Linked DNA regions of Mus musculus: all the other regions are linked to region 4. A link is a contact called in public HiChIP or PLAC-seq data. All regions are on one chromosome and are shown on one strand. The core of a region is the stretch at or near the end of the contact, and the rest is flanking DNA. Distances in the headings are between cores, read along the strand shown.

Region 1 (2,960 bases), core at 363-2,862, 240 kb after region 4:
AGCATGGACAATATCACTTCAATAAAGCATCAGGACACAGTGATGCTGACGCAATAAACACGTAAATTATTTTGATGTTTTCAGTGCTCTTGACATCAAAATAAGTACCTTTACATATGTCCCGATCCATTCCTCAGGGAGCGTTTTCTAGAGACAAACATATTTTTTGAAAGGGTAAGATGCAAGCACTACAGTTTTAGATATGCAACATCCAGTTATTCTAACAAACAGGCCAAGTAACTCCATATTGCATTTTCTCTCTTACTCTCATCAAGATTTTCATAGCTTAAAAAAAAAATCTATTAAGCTGGTGAGATGTTTCAACAGGCAAAGCTGCCTCTCACACAACCTGGATTCTGTCTCTGGAGCCCACATGGTGAGAGGAGAGAATCACCCCTTCAAATTGTCCTCTGACATCGACACATTTACCCCACCCTATACTCAAATAAATAAATAAGTCTTAAAAATTAAAGACTGCAATGTTGTTATCTGAGGGCAATTAATTCCCTTTGAAGTATCAGAGCTCATTCCCAACCTCCAGTAGTTTCCCTGATCCCTGGTCCAGAGCTGGATCTTTCACAGGGTCCCAATCAAACCTGCCCGTAGCCTATGCTTTAAAGGATCTCTGAAAGAATACTGTTTCCTCCTTCTATCCTGTGCTTTCTTTTTTAATATATATATACACATATGTGTATAGGTATATATGTATATATGTCTATGTACATATATATGTACATGTGTATATATGTCTGTGAATATATGTCTACATATAGGTATATGTATATATGTATGTGTAAATATACACATGATTAAATAGGTATATATAGGTATATGTGTGTATGCATGTATATATGTAATGTGTATATGTGTATATGTATGTATGTGTGTATACATGTAATATGTATATATGTATATGTGTATATGTATATATATGTATTTGTATATAGGTATGTGTATATATGTATATATGAATGCGTGTATATGTATATGTATACATATGTATATGTATATACATAATAACCTATATTATGTATAAATTCTTTGAGAATCTTAAATATATTTGCAATGTATTTTTATCATATGCATGCACCCTACTCTTCCCTCTATCGAACCCATTCTTCACCCTTCTACCTCTTCCCAACTTCATATCTTCCTTTCTTCTCTCTTTGTCTTCATATCTTCCTTTCTTCTCTCTTTGTCTGGATCTATGCTCTTCCTATATCACTGAATCTTTCTTAAACAGCTTTCAGGGAGCTGACTCAGTAACACAGACACACTCTTCCTGGCACACAAGGAGTATCTGGGCTAACCCCTGAGATAAACAGCGAACTGAGTTTCCGCTTTGGCAAAGCAGAAGCAACAATGGCTTTCTCCTGGCTGCTTGAGAGCACATAGTGGGGCTCCTATAAACAAACCTCGGGGCTAAGTGCCAGTACTACTTTGATTGTTCAGTATCTATCCTTAATCCAGAGTGAAGAAAGAAAGTGACTCATTCTGTCACCTACGACAGGACAGTCCTTCATTGTGGAACGTGGGCTGTTGGGAACGGCTTGAGTCCAGTTCTGAGAGGCTGAACTCCTCAGCTGGGTGCAGTGAGTTGTCTGTGCCAGTCTCCCCGGGCACAAGAGAAGTCCTTCGGGAGACAATGGTGGCCATTGTGGAGCTGGGGTGTGGTGAGAAGGGGAATGTGGGTAACGCCCACTGAATCTTTGCCAAAGACCTGCATGGCAAGCAAGGGCAGTTTTTCCTGGGATTCTTTTCTGATTAAGAAGTGGGAACGAAGCTAAAAGACTTGTTCCTCCCCAGGCAAGGAAGCCTCAAAGCTCTCCAGACAGGTGGCCAAGCCTCAGCGGGTTGTGGCGCATGGATGATGGGGCCTCTGCCCTCGTTTCCACTTTATTTTTTAACTGCTGTCGACCCTAGCCCTGGTCCTCCGCTGAACAAGTCCACCCATGAAGGAGTGAGCCAAGCTTCACCTCTCTGCCAAGCCATGAGGGGCTTTGAGGCCAAATTAAACAAGCTAATAATGAGTAGCTCAAATTGGGCAACTCATGCAAAGAGACAAGAACGGGCGGAGGCTGGAGGAGCAAAACAATGGCTTAAAGGGGTGACAAGAGTCAGACTCAGTGGCCTGATACCAGAGGAAAGGGAACCAGGTTAGGAAAGGTGGGAAAAGAGGTAACACAGTGCCTCACGTATTTGGGGTACTCATTGTTTACCCTGCCTCAGTCTGTTTGTAGCCAGTCTTTTCTGGGTACCCTTTGAACCACAGCTCAACTGGGTCAAGGGTGGAAGAAGCCTCTAAGTTGGTGATTCTCAACCTGTGGGTCGAGACCCCCAGGGCACATACTAAATATCTTGTATATCCAAAATTTACGTTATGACTCATAACAGTAGCAAAAATTACAGTTATAAAGTAGCAATTGAAATAATTTAAGTTGGGGGTGTCACTATAACATGAAGAAATGTATTAAAAGGGTGCAGCACTAGGAAGGTTGAGAACCTCTGCTCTAAGTGTATGGGCTGGGTCATGTGATGCTGTCCCCAGCTGGGAGATGCCAGGAAATCTGCATAGTGCATTATAGCCTTCAACCTTCTCTAGTGAATGGTTTGTTTCAGAAAAGATCCATGTGACACATGCAGTAAAATAAACTCTATGTCAGGGAACTGTGCATTTCCTTAGAAAGAAAAAAAATTCATTTATTTATTTCATTTCCCAAGAACAGTATCCAAGAACCTTTAACTTAGTCAGAAATTGTGACTAAGATCCATTTTTCCGTATCCTTCCCAGATCCATTTTTCCGTATTTTCTCTCATATGTGTGATGTTGCCTGTCATTAGGGTTCTCTGTGCTCATTTAGTTGGGCAACTTTGTTTCCGAGTTCATTTTCTTTCCTTCTGGCGGCTTCATTTAGAGTTGCAAAAGTCAGCAGAAAAATGGCAGTTCATAGCACAGCCCT
Region 2 (3,021 bases), core at 233-2,732, 140 kb after region 4:
ATATTTTACATGCAATGTGCTCTGTCAATAGAATAATCTGCTATGCTATACGGAGTGTTGGGAAGACTTGGCATAGAAGACTTGTTCATCTACGGAAATGAGAATGTTCTCAGAGATTTATTCTTCACTTAGGAGTCAATGAAATATGACAGCTGATACACTATAGGCTCTGCTCAAGGCTCAGTCTCTCTGTGCAAAACAATTGGATATCGGTGGATAGAGCTGGTTAGTTGAGCCATCTGGTATTTTACTTGAAGAGCATCCAGATCTTGTTGGCCAAAGTCCATGTGAGTCTCATAACTGAGCTGATTGGGCCAAGCCAATTGCTCAGTTTCAGTGTAAGCAGAGTATACATGCTCTCTGTCTTTTTTTATTTCTCTTCTAAAATCATATACCGTGAGTATAGCATAGAGTTTGTGTAGAGTTACATGTGTGTGAGCATGTGGGTATGTGCACACACCTGGGTATGCATACAAATGTGTATGTGTGTGTGTGTGTGTGTGTGTGTGTGTGTGTGCTCGGCTATGGAGACCAGAGAAACATGTCTGGTGTCATTCCCCAGAGGACACTCTTACTTTTGTTGTTGTTCCTTTTTTTTAAGCCAGGGATCTCTGACTGGCCCCCTGCTTACCACTTAGGTTAGACTGTCTGGCAAGTGAGATACAGGGACCTGCCTGCCTCTTGCATCCCCTGGGCTAGCATTACAAGCACCCCTATACTTGCCGCCTTCTTCTTCTTCTTCTTCTTCTTCTTCTTCTTCTTCTTCTTCTTCTTCTTCTTCTTCTTCTTCTTCTTCTTCTTCTTCTTCTTCTTCTTCTTCTTCTTCTTCTCCTCTTCTCCTTCTCCTTCTCTTTCTCCTCCTCCCCCTCCTCTTTCTTCCTCTTCCTTTTCCTCTTCCTCTCCTCCTCCTCCTCCTTCTAATTAATGTGGGGTTTGAGGATCAAACTCAGGTCCCTGTACTTTCAATGTAAACACTTTGCTAACTAGGTCTTCTCCCTACCCCTCCCATATACTTTAATGTAATGAATTTCCAAAGAGAAAGAATGCATATTTCAAATGAAGAAGGTTTCTTCAGTGAGTAGGGGGTGTTCTTAGGAAAGCAGTTGGATCTGATAAATTTGCCACATAGATGCAGAATAAATAAAGTCACCTTACATTTCTAGACTTTATAAATATGTTTTCAAACCATTTGAAATGTAGTCATTCTCTCTGTAAACTACCCGCCCCCCAGTCAGTCAGGGCTGATACCTACGTCATGCACACCCTACTGGGGCAGACTCTCCCATAATGAACACTAATAGAGACACTCTTTGCCTTTGTTGAGCAAAGCAGTCATTTGGTTTATTAAAGCTTTCCTTTATTTTTTTTCTTTTATATTTTGAAGGGTGGTGCAGACCAGATTTCAAAACATGGCTCAAGGAGGCAAGAAACCATTCCCTCAAGTGTTTATGAAGTGAATCACAAATTCATTCAGCATGACTTCTTACCCAGAGAAATGAAGGCAGGATGGCAACAAGCTGAGTCTCCAAGCCTTCAACCTTAGGATCTCCTTGGGAAAGGGTCACAAGGGCAATTATTTTCAGCTGTCCCTGCCTTGCTTCCGCTGGCCATGGAAATCTCCAGGCAGGAGGAAGGCAGCCTCTGCCTAGACCGTAGACTGGCCTAGACAGGGCTTGGAAAGTCGGGATACAGTTTTCCTGAAGCTTCTTAATTTCCCCCATCCCTCCCTGATTGAAAACACCACTTATCCCATTACAGCATGTGGAAAGAGAGGGGAGAGAAGCAGGCGGATCTGAACTCGGGATAAAAATGACTTTATGGGGTTATTATTCTCATCCATAACAGATGACCATTTTCATGTCATTTAGCTGATTCCCCTACAGGCTCACTTGGAGAAATACAAAGTGCAGTCATCATGCTATTTATCTTGAGCCCCCCCCCCCCCCCGACGAGACCCGTGTACCTCCATGTAATGACTGGAGAGCTGTCGCTTGAGTCTTTTCTTGGAAATGTCTGGCCATTTGCTAGAGACCAGTTACCCATTATTTCATCGGCTGCATGTGAAGAATTCCCCTCTCTCACTTACACTGTGGTGAGTTCTAAAGCTTCAGACTTCCTCCAGTGTCTGGGCACTGTCTGGAGACATGGGTTCTAAGGAAATCTGTGGATTCATGCTATTCCTCTTTTTTCAGGTGACAGCTGCTTCTTGCCCGGCAAAGCTTCAGCACGAGCTCCTAAGTACCCCCAGCCATCTTGGATTGGGAGCACTTGGTGAAATTTGAAGATGACCTGTCATTCAAAGGGCACATAAGCACAACAGGTTTTGAATGAAAGAAGATGCTAGAGTAGCAAAAGCTTTGAGCAGGCTGCAGCACCCTAGTCGCTGACATCAGCAATCTGCTTATTATTATATTACTATGCAGCTGGATCTCCATCTGTGGCACTGCTGGCTAAGTATCATTTCCACTTTATGTAAAGAACATGGATTCGGTGCTGTGTCTCCTGAGCTAATGAGTCAGATTTCGAATGAGTCTCTTAGCCGTGTCTATATAGGAACGAGGTGAGTCCAGGCTACGGACCAACTTCCAGGGACTTGGATAAAAGAAAAAAAAATAACTTGACTCACTCTCAGTGTAATCTGGTCAGAAAAGAACCAGAGAGTAAGTCAGAGAATGGGGAACAGTGTATGTTCTCATGGGTTCGCACAATGCACACCCTCTAGTGATTTTCAGAACTGGATTCCTGAGGAACTTCTGACATGAGGCTAGAAAGGGGAAGAAGCATGGGGCCTGTAAGCCCTGGGATGTCCTCAGTGGAGTATCGCAAACTAAACCAAAGAAATCCAAGGCTGCTTCATCAAAATAGGTTGAGGCTGTCTAAGGAAAATCATTAGCTCCTAACAAGTCACATAAGTATACGTGGACAGAAAGTATCTAATACAAATATAGCTGTAGCACAGAGTGTTTACATAATAGGCCATCATCAACTTCCTCTTGATTTTATAAATGAGGGAGGAATCAT
Region 3 (3,024 bases), core at 301-2,800, 250 kb before region 4:
CTGCCCTAGAAGCTTCTGTAGCTACAGGTCATCCTTCCTCCCCTCTGAACTCTGACCTCTGACAGACCTCTTTCCTTCTCTGCAGCTCTGCCCGGTCCAGCATGTCATGTAACTGGGTCCATATGCCTTGTAGGCTTTTCAGATTGGCTTCTTTCCCTTCCGTATCTTTTCATTCTTTGGTAGCTCTTGTTCTGGGGTGGTGGTGGGGAGGCAGGGTCCCAGTCTGGCCTCAAACTCGGGCTGTGTCTGCCTCAGTCCCTCTAGGGCTTCCATGACAGATGTGTTCTGTCAACCCCAGCCTGATAACTCTTCACTTTCAGAACGTGTGGTAACATTCCTGTGCAGATGGGCTATAGCTAATTATCTATTCATCCAGGGCAGAACATCTCAGATACTTCCGAGTTTTGATGAACATCGGTTCTTTAAGCAGGTAAGGAGGACACAGAGAAATGGCATCAAAGTCTGTTTGAAGATTGATATTTAATGTGTAGGATGTGTATGTGGAGAGAGGCTGTAATAGAGAAGGCTAATTTTATTTAGGGAATCATTCCAAAACCACAGTGTGGATCCCATGTGAGAGGCACTTCTACTGTTACTATTGTGCTTGGAAACAGACATAAAGAAAAGCTGATTTATACACTCTCTTTCTCGCGCGCGCGCGCACGCACACACACACACACAAACACACATGGTGAGCTGATGAGATGGCTCAGGGGGAAGCTTGCTGCTAAGCCCAGTGACCTGAGTTTGGTCCCTAGGACCCACGTGGTGGAAGGAGACAACGACTCTGACCTCTGCATGCATACCGTGGTATAAACTCAAGCGTGCACACATGTACGGCCACACACATGCCATACATGTAAAACACAAGACGTTCTGTTGGGATGAATTTAAGTCATGAAGGTTTCTCTGAGAGTCTGGTGGAGAGAACCCCAGGCTGTGGGCTTGAGTGCTGTTTGCTCCTCGTGACTCAGAGAGAACCATGTGGCTTGTGCCTTTCTGAGGAGCCTCGCTGAATGTCTTGGAAGGAAGCCCAACATCGGAGGTGGTGGTAATGGCGGTGATGTGGCAAACTGTCCAATTTGTCTGAACACGGGGAGCCACCCTCAACTTCTAAATAAACTCAGAGTGAGTCACGCCAAGAACAGAGTCCACAGCCTCATTACAGGAGAACAATTGCTGCCCCTATTCAGTGCTGCTTATACTCACTGGGCTTTGCAGATGGAACAATACTGTCGGTGTGCCTGTGACTGGTCAGGGCAATATGTCACATAAAGATTCTAATGGCATCCCTGACACTCCATCTTTGACAGAATTTATTTCATCTGTTGAAGTAATACACTCTGGTGCTGAAGAGACAGATCAGCAAATAAAGCCCGTGCCGTACAAGCGAGAATTGGGAGTTTGGGTCCCCAGAACCCACATAGATGCTGGGTGGATGTGGCGGCCTGCTTGTAATTCCAGTACTCAGAAGATGGAGAGAGGGCACCTCAGGCCCAGAGCAAGCTGGCTGGCTAGAGTAACCATGTTGGTGAGCTCTGGGGAAGCCTGACTCAGTGAACAGGGTGAAGGGTTGAATGAGATCCAGGGAGGCTTTCAACATTAGGCTTAGGGCTCTCTCTGTCTCTCTCTCCTTCTTTCTTCTTTCTCTCTCATACACACAAACACACATAAACACACATATAGCAGCAACACACACACACACAGACAAGTGTGTGTGTGTGTTTGTGTGTGTGCCTGCCTACCCACTCATGTGCAAACATGCATACATGCACACACGCCATACACACATACGTGTAGAGTAACACAATTGTGGGCCCCATGAAATTGTCCCTTGAATGCGCCAAAATTGTTGATATCTCTGTCAGGACCGGTGTCCCTGAGGATGTCAGGGTTGACAGCCTGAAGAGCTTTTATTCCGCTCACTTTAATTCTCCCCTTCCTCTCTAGCCCCTTACTCAATACATAAGCTCCGTGGTTATGCAGATTGTAGAACGCCTACCTAAGGCTTAACGCCTAAAATCCCCATTTAAAAGAGAACATAGGATATCTGTTGACTTGTAGGGTCTGGATTACCTCAGTCAGGATGATTATTTTTTTATAGCTCCATTCATCCATTTACCCATAATTTTCATAATTCTTTTAACAGCCAAATAATGTTTCGTTTTCCATTTTTATTATTCATCCATTTGCCTAACCAGTCGACGGGCATCAAGGCTGTTCTCAGTGTCTGGCTATGGTGCATAGAGCAGCAGTGAACATGGCTGAGCAAGCATCTTCTCTGCAGTGGGATGAAGCATCCTTTGGGTAGATGATGCCCAAGCGTGGTCTAGCTGGATCTTGAGGTAGAGCTATTCCCATCCTTGCCTAGAACCAGAGCGCACTGCTTTCCATAGTGGCTGTACAAGTTTGCATTCCCACAGCAACGGAGGAGTGTTCCCCTTACCCCACATCCCTGACAGTATGAGCTGTCATTTGTTTTATTGATCTTGGCCAAGGTGACTGGTAGACGATGTAATCTCAAAGTAGTTTTTCTTTTTTTGATTTGCAGTTTGCAAGAGCATGTCGAAAGTATAAGGGAGTCTTAGGAGGGAGGTAGCTATTGTTAATCTGGGGCCAGCCCCACTTTTTTTTTTTTTTAAACAGGCTCAACAGCTCAACAGTGTGGGGATCTCTTTTACCATAGTGAACTATGAGAATTCTGACCATAGCCATGTCTTTGGAAAACAGATATTCACATATCTGGGAGAAATCCAAAGTTAAGTCATCCTGCAGGGGCAAAGAGCCTGTTGGTGGCAGTGCTACGTACAACAGAGAGAACAACACTCCATTCACCTCGTTAGTAAACAAAGTAGAGATAAATATTTACCATGAGAAAAATGTTTCACCGCCAAAGGTTCGAGGAAGCAATGCTGGTGATTAACTTTCTAGTTACGGAAGTTGACTGAGGAAGATGGGCAGGTACCCGAGACAGATTGCGTACAACAGTAGCCAGCAACTGATCCATGTACAGGGCTCTGTGAA
Region 4 (3,038 bases), core at 116-2,615:
ACCTTAGGTCATCACACCATGTCCTCCAATGCTCGTTAACTCTCCCTTGAATGCTGCCTATCTCTTTGATTCCTTTGTTGGAGGTAAAGCTTGCTCTGACCTCACTTTGCCTTGTCTTCAGAGGGCAGTTTACCATGTCCAGGGGTGATGTTAATCGCTCCTTATCTAGGTGTGGATTCCCTTTCTCACCTCCTGAATGCTATGCTTTGACAGTAAGGACTTCACTTATTGGTCACATAATCCTAATGCCTAGATCAGTGTCTGGAACCTAGTCATGGTTAGGCATTTCTTGTTGCACTCCTGAATGGGTTATGGAAAGAGACCACAGGGTTGTAGGCCAAGTCATGTGAAGACTCAACAAGGTAATGTTTCTAGAGATAATGGGAAATGCACAGTAAAGACTCCAATAAAGACTGGTGGTAAGGGGTGTTCTAGAAGCATGGGATTCTACAGACCTTCTAAGAATTTGTGGCCATATTAGAATTCAGATCAGTGTCCATAGCAATAATGGTTGCCAAGGCCAAAGTCAAGACCATGGCAGATAATATGAGTTGAATGTAAGGCACATTGGGGTTGTTTCTTAGATGGCAATTTATTTACCTTCTTGATGGAGTAGAGCTATTGTAGGGCCTGAGTAGCTTTGAGGCTGACCTTGATTCAGAGAGGATAAACTCTTTTATCCCAAGAGGCTGTAGATTAGGTCAGCCTGCCAGGAGACCTTTATTGATCAGTCCATTTAAAACTGTGAGGTCTAAGGAGAGACACATTCCTCCCTCAACCAGCACCCAACACAGTATAACCTCCTCCCTTGCATATCATTCCTTCTTATTCCCTCAAATAGCCCAACAATTCTTTGGGTAAGATGTCATGATGCAGACAGCCCACCAGAGACCAGTGAGTTCCATGACCCATTCACTTCTCATGACGGGGAACTCCACTCATCAGCAAGGGGCTCTGGGCTGTCTGGGAATCCCCATAGCAGCAGTAATCTCTGTGGAGCTGAGCAACAAAACAATTTTCAGATTTAGCACCACGGCCTCATGAGGAGGGAGGGCTGCTGCTGGTGGCTCTCGGAAAAAGCAAAAGCCCAGATACTGAAATATCTGGGACGTAAGAGGTCGATGGCTCTAGGGGCTGGACATGCTGCAGACACTAAGCCCGGTGAGCCTTGCCTCACCAACCTCAATCCTACAGGGACATTTTGAGAGGCTATACAGCAGTCAGTGCAAAACCCAGTCCATCACCTGAAGCTAAGAGGCAGAGAGGCTTGGCGTGGCTTTCAGAGGAAGCGAGGTGAAGGTGCTTCTCTGCTCAACAGCTAAATAAACCACTCAGACCTTTCATGACTCACAAACCACAGAGCCCACAGTTGGCATGCGCCTCATCCTCCTAGTCTACAGATATTGACAGAGAGCCTATTGTGTGCCTGGCAATGTGCTGGCCCGTGTTGAAATGTAGTGGTAAAGCAAGATTCACTGTCTCTCCTATCAGTGTGGACATTACTCCGGAGTGGTACATCCTATAGCATGGAAGGTAATGGGTACTAGTTATGAGGAAACGGCTTTTGCCAGTATTTAGCTGTGACCTCGGACAAATCACTTTACTTCCTCACCTTCATTTTCCACCCCCCATCTCTATTTTTAAGGAAATGACATAGTACATACAGCCTAATAAGGCACAATTGGTTAACAAGTAGTTATATGCCAATAAAGGCTGGCTCTTCTTCTGGTTAGTAGAGAATTCCTATGAAGACACATTTTTGTATTGAAGCAGTTGAGTCTTGAACAAATCTACATACTTTTAGAGCTAAGACTAGAAAGAAAATGGAATAATTGGAAATAACATTTTTTGTTTCCTGTTTGAGGGTCTTTCTGCACACCTCTGTCTCCCTCTTGCTGTTCTGGAGGCCCCTGTTTTCTGGATCTTCTGGCTGACAGGCCGGAAGGAATCCAGGCAAGCTATGGGGACCACACTGGCACTGTTTCAGAGTGCAGGCTTCAGCGTTAGCCAAAGAATGATGCCTTTCTAGACATGGATGGGGACTCTCCTGAAAGTCATTGGTGCTGAGAGAGACACAGAGACAGAAAGGCTACAGCAATATACCCGTGACTACACGGGATGCTGGTCTTACTCTGTGAAGAAAGGATGGACTCTCTTAAGCTTTGGGGTTTGGGGCTATGGGAGAAGAGAAGAGTTGTTTCACAGTGTGTACCAAGCCCTGGATAGCATTGGGGCCTAAACTGAGAAAGGCAGCATAAGTACATGGAGAACACCATTCAACAAAAGGAGCTGGACTCACAAAGAAGTTTATAGACTTTTTATGCAACCTGAAATAATGCATTTGCTTCCTGCAAAGATTCCATGGAGTTAAAGCATAAGCTTCAGGCTAAAGAAAGATATTTACAATGCTTGTTACTGGCAGAGAACTCAAAACAGCATTTTATATCTTACACATCAATAGGAGAAGAAAATCCAAGAAAAACAAGCAAATCAAATACACAGGGGTGTAAGTACAGTCTCTTCTACTCTTGCCTTAGTTCCTGAATAAGGACTCTGAGACTTAATTATTTATAAATAAAAGCCTAGGCCATAAACTTGAGCTTGTTGCCTGACTAGCTCCTGACTTATGTAACCCTTTTATTCTATTGTATGTCTACTACAAGGCTAGTTACCTCCCCTCAGTTTCAGAGTCTGACTCCTCGGAGTCTGGGTGGCAGAATCTCCAAGGGTTCTTCTCTCTCTCTCTCTCTCTCTCTCTCTCTCTCTCTCTCTCTCTCTGCTGGATGCCCCACCTTCTAATCCCACCTCAGCCCATTGGCCATCAGGTTTTTATTGACAGGTGATACTTCCACACAGTACACAAGAGGTTCTCTTGACACAAGAGGGGGGGCAGGCGGGGCAGCACAGAAAAGGGAGCACAAATTGCTCTCAATATCAAGACAAATTAAAATTAAAATCATAGCATGATGTGATTTTGCACTTTTTGGGCTGGCAAGACGATATATCTGATAATACCAAGTTTTGGAAAGTAGAACAGT

The links. HiChIP or PLAC-seq counts read pairs in DNA pulled down with a chosen protein or histone mark.
Region 1: an HNF4G HiChIP or PLAC-seq map of pancreatic cancer cells shows a contact between it and region 4. The contact joins two enhancer-like sites. A contact is called at or near these places in 1 of 15 datasets of contacts at CTCF or cohesin (the NIH/3T3 cell line), 2 of 484 Hi-C or Micro-C datasets (cortical neurons and embryonic stem cells) and 2 of 115 datasets of contacts at active chromatin or transcription factors (the NIH/3T3 cell line and pancreatic cancer cells).
Region 2: a CTCF HiChIP or PLAC-seq map of the NIH/3T3 cell line shows a contact between it and region 4, with 13 read pairs. The contact joins two enhancer-like sites. A contact is called at or near these places in 1 of 15 datasets of contacts at CTCF or cohesin (the NIH/3T3 cell line) and 1 of 484 Hi-C or Micro-C datasets (embryonic stem cells).
Region 3: a contact with region 4 is called in a FOXA1 HiChIP or PLAC-seq map of pancreatic cancer cells. The contact joins two enhancer-like sites. A contact is called at or near these places in 1 of 15 datasets of contacts at CTCF or cohesin (the NIH/3T3 cell line) and 1 of 115 datasets of contacts at active chromatin or transcription factors (pancreatic cancer cells).

The regions. Positions count from the first base shown.
Region 1 is chr10:67,844,564-67,847,523 of GRCm38.p6, forward strand. No RefSeq gene overlaps it. Among named protein-coding and RNA genes, the nearest start is that of Gm51769, 56 kb to the left of the region's middle. Within about 2 kb of position 1,613, at least 64 of the 459 cell types and tissues checked have an H3K27ac peak or open chromatin away from gene starts, as enhancers often do. A contact at or near this core is called in pancreatic cancer cells, where this site is marked.
Region 2 is chr10:67,746,074-67,749,094 of GRCm38.p6, forward strand. No RefSeq gene overlaps it. Among named protein-coding and RNA genes, the nearest start is that of Gm40681, 31 kb to the right of the region's middle. Within about 2 kb of position 1,483, at least 29 of the 459 cell types and tissues checked have an H3K27ac peak or open chromatin away from gene starts, as enhancers often do. A contact at or near this core is called in the NIH/3T3 cell line, where this site is marked.
Region 3 is chr10:67,359,966-67,362,989 of GRCm38.p6, forward strand. The region is part of intron 2 of Gm46230 (a long non-coding RNA gene); the gene reads left to right. Among named protein-coding and RNA genes, the nearest start is that of Gm46230, 11 kb to the left of the region's middle. Within about 2 kb of position 1,551, at least 41 of the 459 cell types and tissues checked have an H3K27ac peak or open chromatin away from gene starts, as enhancers often do. A contact at or near this core is called in the NIH/3T3 cell line and pancreatic cancer cells, where this site is marked.
Region 4 is chr10:67,609,501-67,612,538 of GRCm38.p6, forward strand. No RefSeq gene overlaps it. Among named protein-coding and RNA genes, the nearest start is that of 4930563J15Rik, 39 kb to the left of the region's middle. Within about 2 kb of position 1,366, at least 58 of the 459 cell types and tissues checked have an H3K27ac peak or open chromatin away from gene starts, as enhancers often do. A contact at or near this core is called in the NIH/3T3 cell line and pancreatic cancer cells, where this site is marked.